Linked DNA regions of Rattus norvegicus: all the other regions are linked to region 3. A link is a contact called in public Hi-C data. All regions are on one chromosome and are shown on one strand. The core of a region is the stretch at or near the end of the contact, and the rest is flanking DNA. Distances in the headings are between cores, read along the strand shown.

Region 1 (2,978 bases), core at 408-2,907, 280 kb after region 3:
GAGGATCTGGAGAAATCCCAGATCATGCTAGGGGATTTTCATAGCAACAGGGGAGGAGGCAGTTTCCTGGTAAATCGTGGCACCTTGCTTCATAGTGCTTAGTAACTTAGGTCTCAGACCACCACAGAGCAACAGGGTCCATCACATAATTTCTTTGTTCCTTTGGGTCAAGGGTCAACTTTGTCCTTGTCTATAGAATAATCAATTGGAGGACCTTGTGCCCTTAGGGTGGAATATCTTTCTCTGTTTGTCAAGTCACTGCCCTGCAGGTGGCAGAAGAAATTCCTTCCCAGTTCTGCCCCTGCTGCTAAAGGCAGAATAGTACGTTTGGAGATAGTGATGATGAGGGTGAGGTGTGTGTGTGTGTGTGTGTGTGTGTGTGTGTGTGTGTGTGTGTGTCTGTATTGTGTGTCTACCTGTGTATGTCTTTGTGTATATCTCTGTGTGTATCTGTGAGTGTGTATATGTGTGTATTTCTGTGTTCTTCTCTCTCTCTCTCTCTCTCTCTCTGTGTGTGTGTGTGTGTATCTGTGTATATCTGTGAGTGTATATCTGTGTGTGTATTTCTGTGTTCATCTCTCTCACAGATACACACAGATATACATTCACAGGCACACAGAGTTACACACAACACATTATACACACATATACACACACATATATACAGAGAGAGAGACAGAGAGAGAGACAGAGAGAGAGACAGAGACAGAGAGACAGAGAGAGAGAGAGAGAGAGAGAGAGAGAGAGAGAGAGAGAGAGAGAGAGAGAGATACACATAGCCTGGAAGAAGAACTTTGGTTGCTTTTAGCTGCCTGCCACAGGAATCAGTAGATTCCTGACTGCAATGCCTGGAGCAGCAGAACACACACTCAAGCTCTGACCTGACCTCCCCCACCCCTTTTCGACTTTGTGGGACTTGTGTACAATTTGGAAAAGAGATGAAGGACATCCTAGCTCCCAGCTGACCAGCCCCCTCTGTGGCCTGGAGACCCCATTCCCTCTTGCCCTGCCCTACAGGCTTGCAAGCATAGTTCACAGCTCCCTCTGTGGCCTGGCCTTCCCAGACCTTTCCCTCTATAGACAGCCAGTCTCCGGCTCTCTCAGGCTCTAAACCAAGCATTTCGGGGATTGGATAAATGAAAGTACATATCTTGTCATAGAGCAGCAGCGGGGGGAACAGCTGCTGCACCAATTCTGCAAAACCCAGTGCTCCCTGGGGAGTCTGGGCATCTTAGAACCTAGGGATGGCGGCCTCCAATTCTTTTAATTGTCTGCATAAATAATACCGGTCTTAGGAAGTTAGGGGCCACATTTCAGGACTGGCTCTGTATTTGTTAATGGGCCACCCTGCCAAAGAGGTTAAGTCTTTGTGCCTGGAACGTAACTCAAAGCTCTAAGGGTTTAGTAGGGCGACAAACGTCTGTGTCTCTTTTTGCTTTTGACCGAAATCCAGCAGGGAGGAGCCACCCCGGGGGACTTTCAGAAAGGGCTGTGCCAGTCGGTTCCCATCACAACCTAGAGTATGGTGCAGGCCGGAGTGCAACCCCCACCCCCACCCCCCCAACACCCCACCGCCTGTCCCTCCCTGTTTGCCGGAGTGCAGGATCAGGGCGGGGCTGAGCTGTGCCAATCTGGTTCAATAGTCTACTCTACCCCCGGAGAGATTCCCCACTCCCCATCCCACTGCTCAGGGAGCTGCACCGTCGCCCGGGGTCAGTCCACTGCCTGTGTGACAGCTTCCCAGGAAGGAAGGAGCGTTGTCTGCAGATCGCTTATCAGCCGGCTTTCCTGTGTCGGAGCACCGTGGTTTTCCGGGGATGGCTGCCACCCCCGTGATTCCCAGCTCTGGCTGCCCGGTTTGTGATAAATAGGCCATTGTGAGGCCTTTGCGATCTGACTTTCTTATCAAATGATCCACTAGAAAAAGAAAGCTAGAGCGAGATTCCTCCCCAGCTGCCTGTCATCTCAGCTTCTTCCAGTCTCTCCACAACTACAGCCATTTTCAGTTTATGCAGTTTTCCAGGGAATGTTTGGAAAGCAATTTACTTGTCAACGGAGGCAGGGACATAAGGGGGCGTGCCGTCTACTAAGCGGCTTGCCCTGGTTGTGAGGTTAGTTTCTTTGGCTTTGGGGCATGGTGTTTCTACCTGCCCACTTTCCAACGTATACACACCAATAAACAGCGGTGCTGCACCAAGTCTGCAAACCATCAGATTTACTGCAGTGCAACAATTTAGGGGTTTTTTTTGTTTTTGTTTTTGTTTTTTTTTTTTTGTTTGTTTTGGTTTGGTTTTTTTTTGGTTTGTGTGTTTGGTTGGTTGGTTAGTTTTTGTTTATTTTGTTTGCTTTGAGCTAACTGATTTATGGACAAAACTTGAAAGGAGAAAACATTAGTGGAAATTGTTCATTCAATGGAGACCACTACAGACTGTGGCAATTTGGGGGAAACCCAGTGGTGTCAATAATGACTGCTTTTGTAGCTGAAGCAGTTACATGACCCAGAAGGGACTTGGGGTTCCTAGTGTTGTGGTGCTTGTTTGCTAAACGTTGCTAGGCACGGTGGATGGGCAGAGGATGCCCTCTGAAAGGGACCAACACCTGACTGAGTATTCGCCAGCCAAGGTCTTGAAATGCTTAATGTTTGTTTGTCTCTTTCTTTCTTCTCAAAGCTGCATTGTGCTTCACAAATTGTGTGACTAGGACAGTCAGTGGGAGCTCAGATTCATTTGAGTGAACCCTAAAAGTTATTTGAACAGTTTCCCTTTGGGATAATGGACATCAATTAATCCATAAGCTGATGAAGATGATTTCTTTTAAGTTGGTTGTTGGAATAACTTAAGAAGTCTACAAGCTAATAGGGTTCCTAACACGGAGGGCACCTTCTAGAACTGCACTGGTTCCCTGTCAGACTTGCTTCTTCTTTTAGGAAACTCAGACCCCTGTTCCCACAAAGACCTAGTGCTTCCCATAGCGTGACG
Region 2 (3,153 bases), core at 81-2,580, 370 kb after region 3:
TCTTTTCCTCCAAATTGTATGGCTTTGATGTTCATTATCTTAGAATTCATAACACATTTCCCCCCTCTATCATCAAAGCCCTAAAACTTGCTTTGGTCTAGACACCTCCAGAGACTGAATTCATTCCTCCAGTTCATCTGTCAGGTTTCTCCTTCAGAGCAATTTGTCTGAGTATCTTAAAGCCCCATTCCTCAGAGATGCGTCTCCCTCCTCCCCTTCCTTCTCCTCGCCTCCTCATGCCCCCGCCTCCACCCGGTGCAGACAGTTGTTTCTAAAATACTCACTTCAAGGACTCTTTGAGAAAAATCTCACTGAATATCCAAACACCTATTTCCCTAAATTAGGAATTTCAAAGTCGGTGCTTAATTTGTATTTCTAAACTAACACTCTTTCCAAACTTAAAATGCCTCTGGGGTGGGGGGGTGTCTTAGTTTCATTTTTAATCTCCTAGGTAAAGAGACACCTTTCCTCATATGGCTGTACATATTCAACAGCCATGACATTTGGAAACTTCTCTCTCTAAAACTCCTACCAAAGACGGCTCCTTGACCAGTTCAACAAAATGTTAATATTTAGGTTCTGCCCTAAAGTCGGGCCTTCATTTGATACCCTTTGGGAAAGAGCAACTACTAACATGGAGAGTTGACACACATCACGGCCTATGAGAAGGTGCCATGGAACATGGATTTGGCCACCCAAATCACCAAAAGAAAATGGCTTCTGTTACCCGCACCTACTAGGTTTCCATTCAGGGGACAGAAAATCATTGTTTCGTGCCTCCTCATACATGTCTGCTTCCTCTACGCTACTAATCAAAGTGGCTCCCATTTCTACATCGAGTTTGTCAAATACTGACCTACAAGTGAACATAGGGTCAGTTACTGTTCCTCCTTCCCCCGACACAAACTCAAAGGGGCAAGCTTCAGAAGAGCCAGGTGCTCTAAGAGGGCAGCAAGGTTTGACACTCAGATAGTACACAATGGCTCACCCAGCACTGTTGCTGCCACTCTGTCTTGTCACTTGTCCAAGCCCTGCCCTTGTCTGGATTCCCCTTGACCTGATACAATCCCGGAACATAAACACTGTGAGTCTTATAATGGTTCCTTTGTATCCATATCTTTACTTTCCACCCAAAGATCCTTAAAGGCATAAACACACAAAGCCAGGAGCCCAGGCACTCTGCTATCTACCTGCTGACTTCTGGAACATGGTAACAGGATTCTTAACTCTCAGATTAACGGATAACTGAATTTGTTTCCCACCTATGGCATTGCAAGTGTTAAGTGATTCGTCTGACGCCAGAAAGGGAGTGAACTGGTCAGGATGCAGGCTGTTTCACAATAGGCTAGGTCCACGGAGTTATCTCCAGACATGCTCTCTGTTAGGGCTAGATAAACAGTTGCTGATACTCACTATTAATTGATAACTAGCTGGGATTTTCCACTTGAAAGAAATGGAAACAAAGTAAGCAACCCTGCTAGCTGCTTTTCTTTTGAATCCAGTCAACCCTGGGATTATCTTTTTGAGAAGGTCAAAACACCTTCACTGAAATAGCGTCCCTCTGTGGAATGTGCAGACATTTACAAAGTATCCCTGTACTAAAGAACTCTGAGGAATTCCTGAAGAATGGACTGGGAGACGACCTTTCAAGAGTAACCACACGGTGGTCTGGGGAGCAAGTTGGGCATCATCCTCAGTCAGAAAATATTACTATACACAGCATGTTTCTGATTCCAAAGGGGTTAAAAACGTGAGGATAAACAAATGTTCTATAAAGCTGATATCCCACAACAGAGCCCACTACTCCTGTAAAAAGCTAACCGCTGTTAGCATTTAGCTGAAAATGTCAAGGATTTTCCTAAATGAAAAATCCACCCTACCTGAGAGAGGGTTTGCCTGATCCAAAGAGTTTATGGCTCTGATGTATCTTTTCTGGGTGGCACCTATTTAGAATGGGATCTAATTTGAAATCTGAAAGAGAACCCTATTAAAATATTGACAAGCTACTGAGGGAATAGTACCTGGTGACAATTTTCCCTATCGGAGAAGTTGTGCCTAGTGAAGGATAACTGAGGAAGGAGGCAGAGATATGTTTCAAGGTATTAGATTAATTAAGCCGGTTCCGTGGAAACCAATCATAAGCCAATCATGTGAGAGTGCCTTTGGGTAACACCTGTTCTCAAGCACAAAATCTCAAACCCCCCGGAAGTCTTCCTCTTTTCCTTCTGTCCCAGCTGTCTCTCCTCTCAGTTTTATTCCCTCATAACTGGTAAATGGGAAGAAAGGAGTAGCTGTGACTGCAGTTTACATGACTCTGAGACATAAATGTTGTCATAGCTTCTGTGGGGCATGTTAGGGCTAAGTACTGGTCTCTGGTCTACTGGCAGTGTATAACTAATGAGCTAGATATCTCTCTCTCTCTCTCTCTCTCTCTCTCTCTCTCTCTCTCTCTCTCTCTCTCTCTCTCCCATTTCTGGAGAAGGCTTGTGGGTATTTTCCATTCGAGCCTGGCCTCTGCTCCCCAAGTCCCTGTGATCCCGAGGAGACTCACAGACACAGGGCCTCAGTGCTCCCCCATGATTGGCCAGGTTCCCCTGCAAAATGACTTAATAGAAACTAGCTCTTTTCTCTCTGGATGTTCCCTCCAGCTGTTCCAAGACCTTGAAGGTACAAATATCATTTTATGTGGCACTTCTATGTTCCTTTCTCATACTACACACAAACACATGTGCACGCCCACACACACACACACACACACATGCATACACACACAGCAGCCTGCTCTGGGGTTTTCTGGTTCCTGTAACTGTGAAGAGACTCTGTACGGTATGTGGTCTTAACACCTCATTTCTAGAAGAAATTTATTTTTTTCTTGCACATATACCATTCTCATTAATACATCTGATTTTGAACATTAGAAGCAATATTATCTGGCTTTTATAAATGGATATTCCTATATTTTCCCCCACCTGTGCCATCTGGCTGTGCCTACACCAACATGTGTTTGCACTGGGGCCAAAGGGGAAGGTTAGAAAGCGAGAGAACAGCACATTCATAGCTCCAGAAGTCTTTAATAATGCCTGAAAAGCATCAATGAATCTTCCTAATTAACCATTGAGATTTCTGAGGCCGTATGAAAGCATGCCCATGCTT
Region 3 (2,852 bases), core at 93-2,592:
CACGCTCCCGTCCTGTCCCCACGCCGTCCCGGGCGCCGCCCGACCTTCAGGGCTCGGGGGCGCGGGGCCCCACGAGCGGAGCCCCGGGAGCCGCGCTCCGTCCTCGCTTCATTCATTGCCCGCCCGGCCCGGCCCGCCGCTCACCCGGAGGGGGCCGCTGCAGAGGGCGGCTCGGCCCCCGCGGGGCTCCGGGCGCCGCTGTCCCGCGCGGCCGCCAGCTCGGCAGAGTGGGAGCCGCAGCGACTCGCTGCTCCCGGGGGTGGCGGTCCCGCCGCAGGCTGGAAGCCACTCGCTCCTGCAGCCGCGTCCGCGGGCTCCGGCGACGGGGAAGTAGATGGGCAGGGCGGCGAGGCGGTGAGGAAGAGCGGCTGCTCCGGCAGCTGGTCCAGCTCCACACTCCTCACTTTGCGCAGCTGCTGCCGCCGCCAGTCCGCGCGCTCGCGGCCCGCGCTGCCAGTCTCCCGCAGCAGCCCCGCGCCCGCTGCGGGCGCGCCGCTTCCCTGGAGAGCTCCGCCGCCGCCGCCCGCCTCGGGGCTCGCCGCCGCGGCGCCCGGGAATCCCGACGACGAGGCGCGATCGCCCGCCGCCGCCGCCATTTTCTCTCGCGGGCTACATTCGCTCGTGCCTGCGGGGGAGGGAGGGGGCGGGGAGAGCGCGGGGGGCGGGCGGAGCGGCGGGCGCGCGCGCTGCGCCGAGTGCGCGGGCGCGAGCGGGAGCGGGGCCGCGTCTCCTGTCTCGGGAGCACGGAGCGGCGGGCGCGCGGCGCAGGTGGGAGGGCAGGGGCTCTGCTGGGGCCGCGCGGGGCGCTGTGCGCTGCACCCGGGCAGCTGCCAGGTAGTACGGGGCGGGGCAGCGGCTCGGCCGGAGCTCGTCCACCCTTGAGCAAGCAGTAATTGGGGCGTGAGTCCCTGGTGCTGGAAGGGGACGCAAGCCGGAGGACTCACGGTCGGTCACTTCACGCTCTCAGTAGCGGGCGCTGGGGGCCCGGCGCGCACCAGCCTGGCCCGCGCCCGAAGCGCAGGTGGCGCCCGGGACTGTCGCCTGCTGCAGACAGACGCGAAGCCTTCTCTTTGGAAAGCAGACCTCTTGTCCCGCCCTGGTGTCACAAATAACACTACTTAAGATTTCCTGTGCTACCTTGTGCACATCTGAGGCCGCTGGTTTGGGACACCCTCCCTCCTCCCACCGGCTATGCAAAAGGACCAACCCGGGTGCTCTGCCAGAGGTTACTCCCCCGTCTTGGAAAGGCAGCCTCCGACCGAAAGCGGGAGAGCACGTCTAGGGAAAGAGCCAGCGCTCTGCCAGGAAGCGCTGGATCTTGCCATCTTCTACCAGGTCTCCCCACCCCCCTCAGATGCTCCCAGCTGCACGTCCCTCTTCCTGGCAGTCAGGTGACAGGCCGGGTTCCTGGGTCCCCCCTTCCCCCACCGCCGCCGCTCCCAGGTTGTCCTATGTAGCGTCCCTCGCCTCTCTCCTGCCTGGGAGTCTTTTTAGAAAAGGTGCTGGGGATAGAGAAGCTGTAAATATATGGGAATTCCCACCCCACCCCTTTTCAACGGGATGGAGCTGCCATGTCGCCCGTATCTCCCCCTCCTCTGCTACTTCTTTTCCTCCGCCTATTTGTCTAGACTAGGCAATCTTTCAGAACCCCGGACCTCTAGATTTAATTTTTGAAACATTAAGACATGAGGCGTGGGGGAGGGGTAAGAAGGGTTTTCGTCTTACAGTAAAAGGAGAGATCTCGCCTGCATTTAAACAAAAGCCTGAACTATCTCAAAATAATTCATTTAACGTCTCCAAAGTAGATCTAATGAAGCCCTCCTTAGGTGTGTAATGTCAGCTGGAGAGCAAGAAAGGGGTTTTTATTTTTTTTTAAAGGATCCTGACTTCAATGTAAGCTCCGTGTTATGCTGAGTGCTACAACATCTGGCAGGCTATAGTTTTTGATGGTTACATTAAAAGGTACACATTTTGAAAGTTTAGATTAGTCTGTTCAAGATTTGGGTCTCCATTTAGGCTATAATTATATGCTCTTTTAATAGTAGACAAGCGTAACATCCAAACCAAACAGTAGTTATTTCCTAGGTCTTCCTAGATTGCCACACCCACCAAATTCTAAATCGAAAAGGATTAGCTTTTCTGGTTTCTACTGAGATCTAAAATAAACTTTAAATTGGCACACTCATAGTTAGGTACCTGTAAGTGAGAAAAGCCACTGCAGACCCTTCTTAGCCTTTGTCTCTATCTTTGGACCAGCTTTGGAAGTTTGGCCTGAATAATAAAGTTTTTTTTTTTTTAAAGGAAATTCCAGCAAAAAGTGACTTTTGCCTCTTTATTTGTATGGTGTTTGTTTGAAAATGAGGGTGGGCATCAAATGAAGCACAGCTGACTAACTGCCGTGCTCTGGCCTCCACATACCGCATCAGTCTATGAAGACTATTAAGACCTTTTGAATCGCATTTCCTTTTGTCTTTTATGGACATAATTCTGCTGTCATTATGCTCCTATACACAGACACACAGTTTTCTTTCAGAGATAAATAATCAAAGGGCCCAATCGACTAAGGAAGTCAGCTCCCTGCTATATACATCCATATAAAGTCTCCTTTGAAAGCAGTTAACTGGATAGGTCCTACCCAACTTTGTGAGTCGTAGGTATGGTTAAGTGGGCCCCTCCCCATCGACACACACCCACCCCACCCCACCCCACCTCCACCTGGATCCTGGAGCTCTTTGGGTCCTCTGTTGTATTTCTGCAGAAGCACATGCCAAATGGCAGGCTGCTGTAGGCTCCGCCTGCCTTAAAGTGATTCCATTTCCCCTCTTTTCTCCGCAGGTATGGTTCTCATTCCT

What was found. Hi-C and Micro-C count contacts between places; a contact is called where the count stands out from the background.
Region 1: a Hi-C map of Schwann cells shows a contact between it and region 3, with 3 times the contacts expected there. The contact joins the enhancer-like site here to the promoter of Map3k1 in region 3. A contact is called at or near these places in 2 of 12 Hi-C or Micro-C datasets (Schwann cells and psoas muscle) and 1 of 1 datasets of contacts at active chromatin or transcription factors (oligodendrocytes).
Region 2: a Hi-C map of liver shows a contact between it and region 3, with 2.1 times the contacts expected there. The contact joins the enhancer-like site here to the promoter of Map3k1 in region 3. A contact is called at or near these places in 2 of 12 Hi-C or Micro-C datasets (both in liver) and 1 of 1 datasets of contacts at active chromatin or transcription factors (oligodendrocytes).

What each region holds. Positions count from the first base shown.
Region 1 is chr2:45,426,489-45,429,466 of GRCr8, forward strand. LOC102554307 (a long non-coding RNA gene) reads left to right here. Exons shown (of 3, transcript XR_005500645.2): 3 at 1-1,467. Among named protein-coding and RNA genes, the nearest start is that of Ankrd55, 220 kb to the right of the region's middle. Within about 2 kb of position 1,658, at least 26 of the 93 cell types and tissues checked have an H3K27ac peak or open chromatin away from gene starts, as enhancers often do. A contact at or near this core is called in Schwann cells, where this site is marked.
Region 2 is chr2:45,517,106-45,520,258 of GRCr8, forward strand. No RefSeq gene overlaps it. Among named protein-coding and RNA genes, the nearest start is that of Ankrd55, 130 kb to the right of the region's middle. Within about 2 kb of position 1,331, at least 6 of the 93 cell types and tissues checked have an H3K27ac peak or open chromatin away from gene starts, as enhancers often do. A contact at or near this core is called in liver, where this site is marked.
Region 3 is chr2:45,146,676-45,149,527 of GRCr8, forward strand. Map3k1 (mitogen-activated protein kinase kinase kinase 1) reads right to left here and starts at 1,343. Exons shown (of 21, transcript NM_053887.2): 1 at 1,208-1,343; 2 at 145-1,096. The coding sequence starts at 596.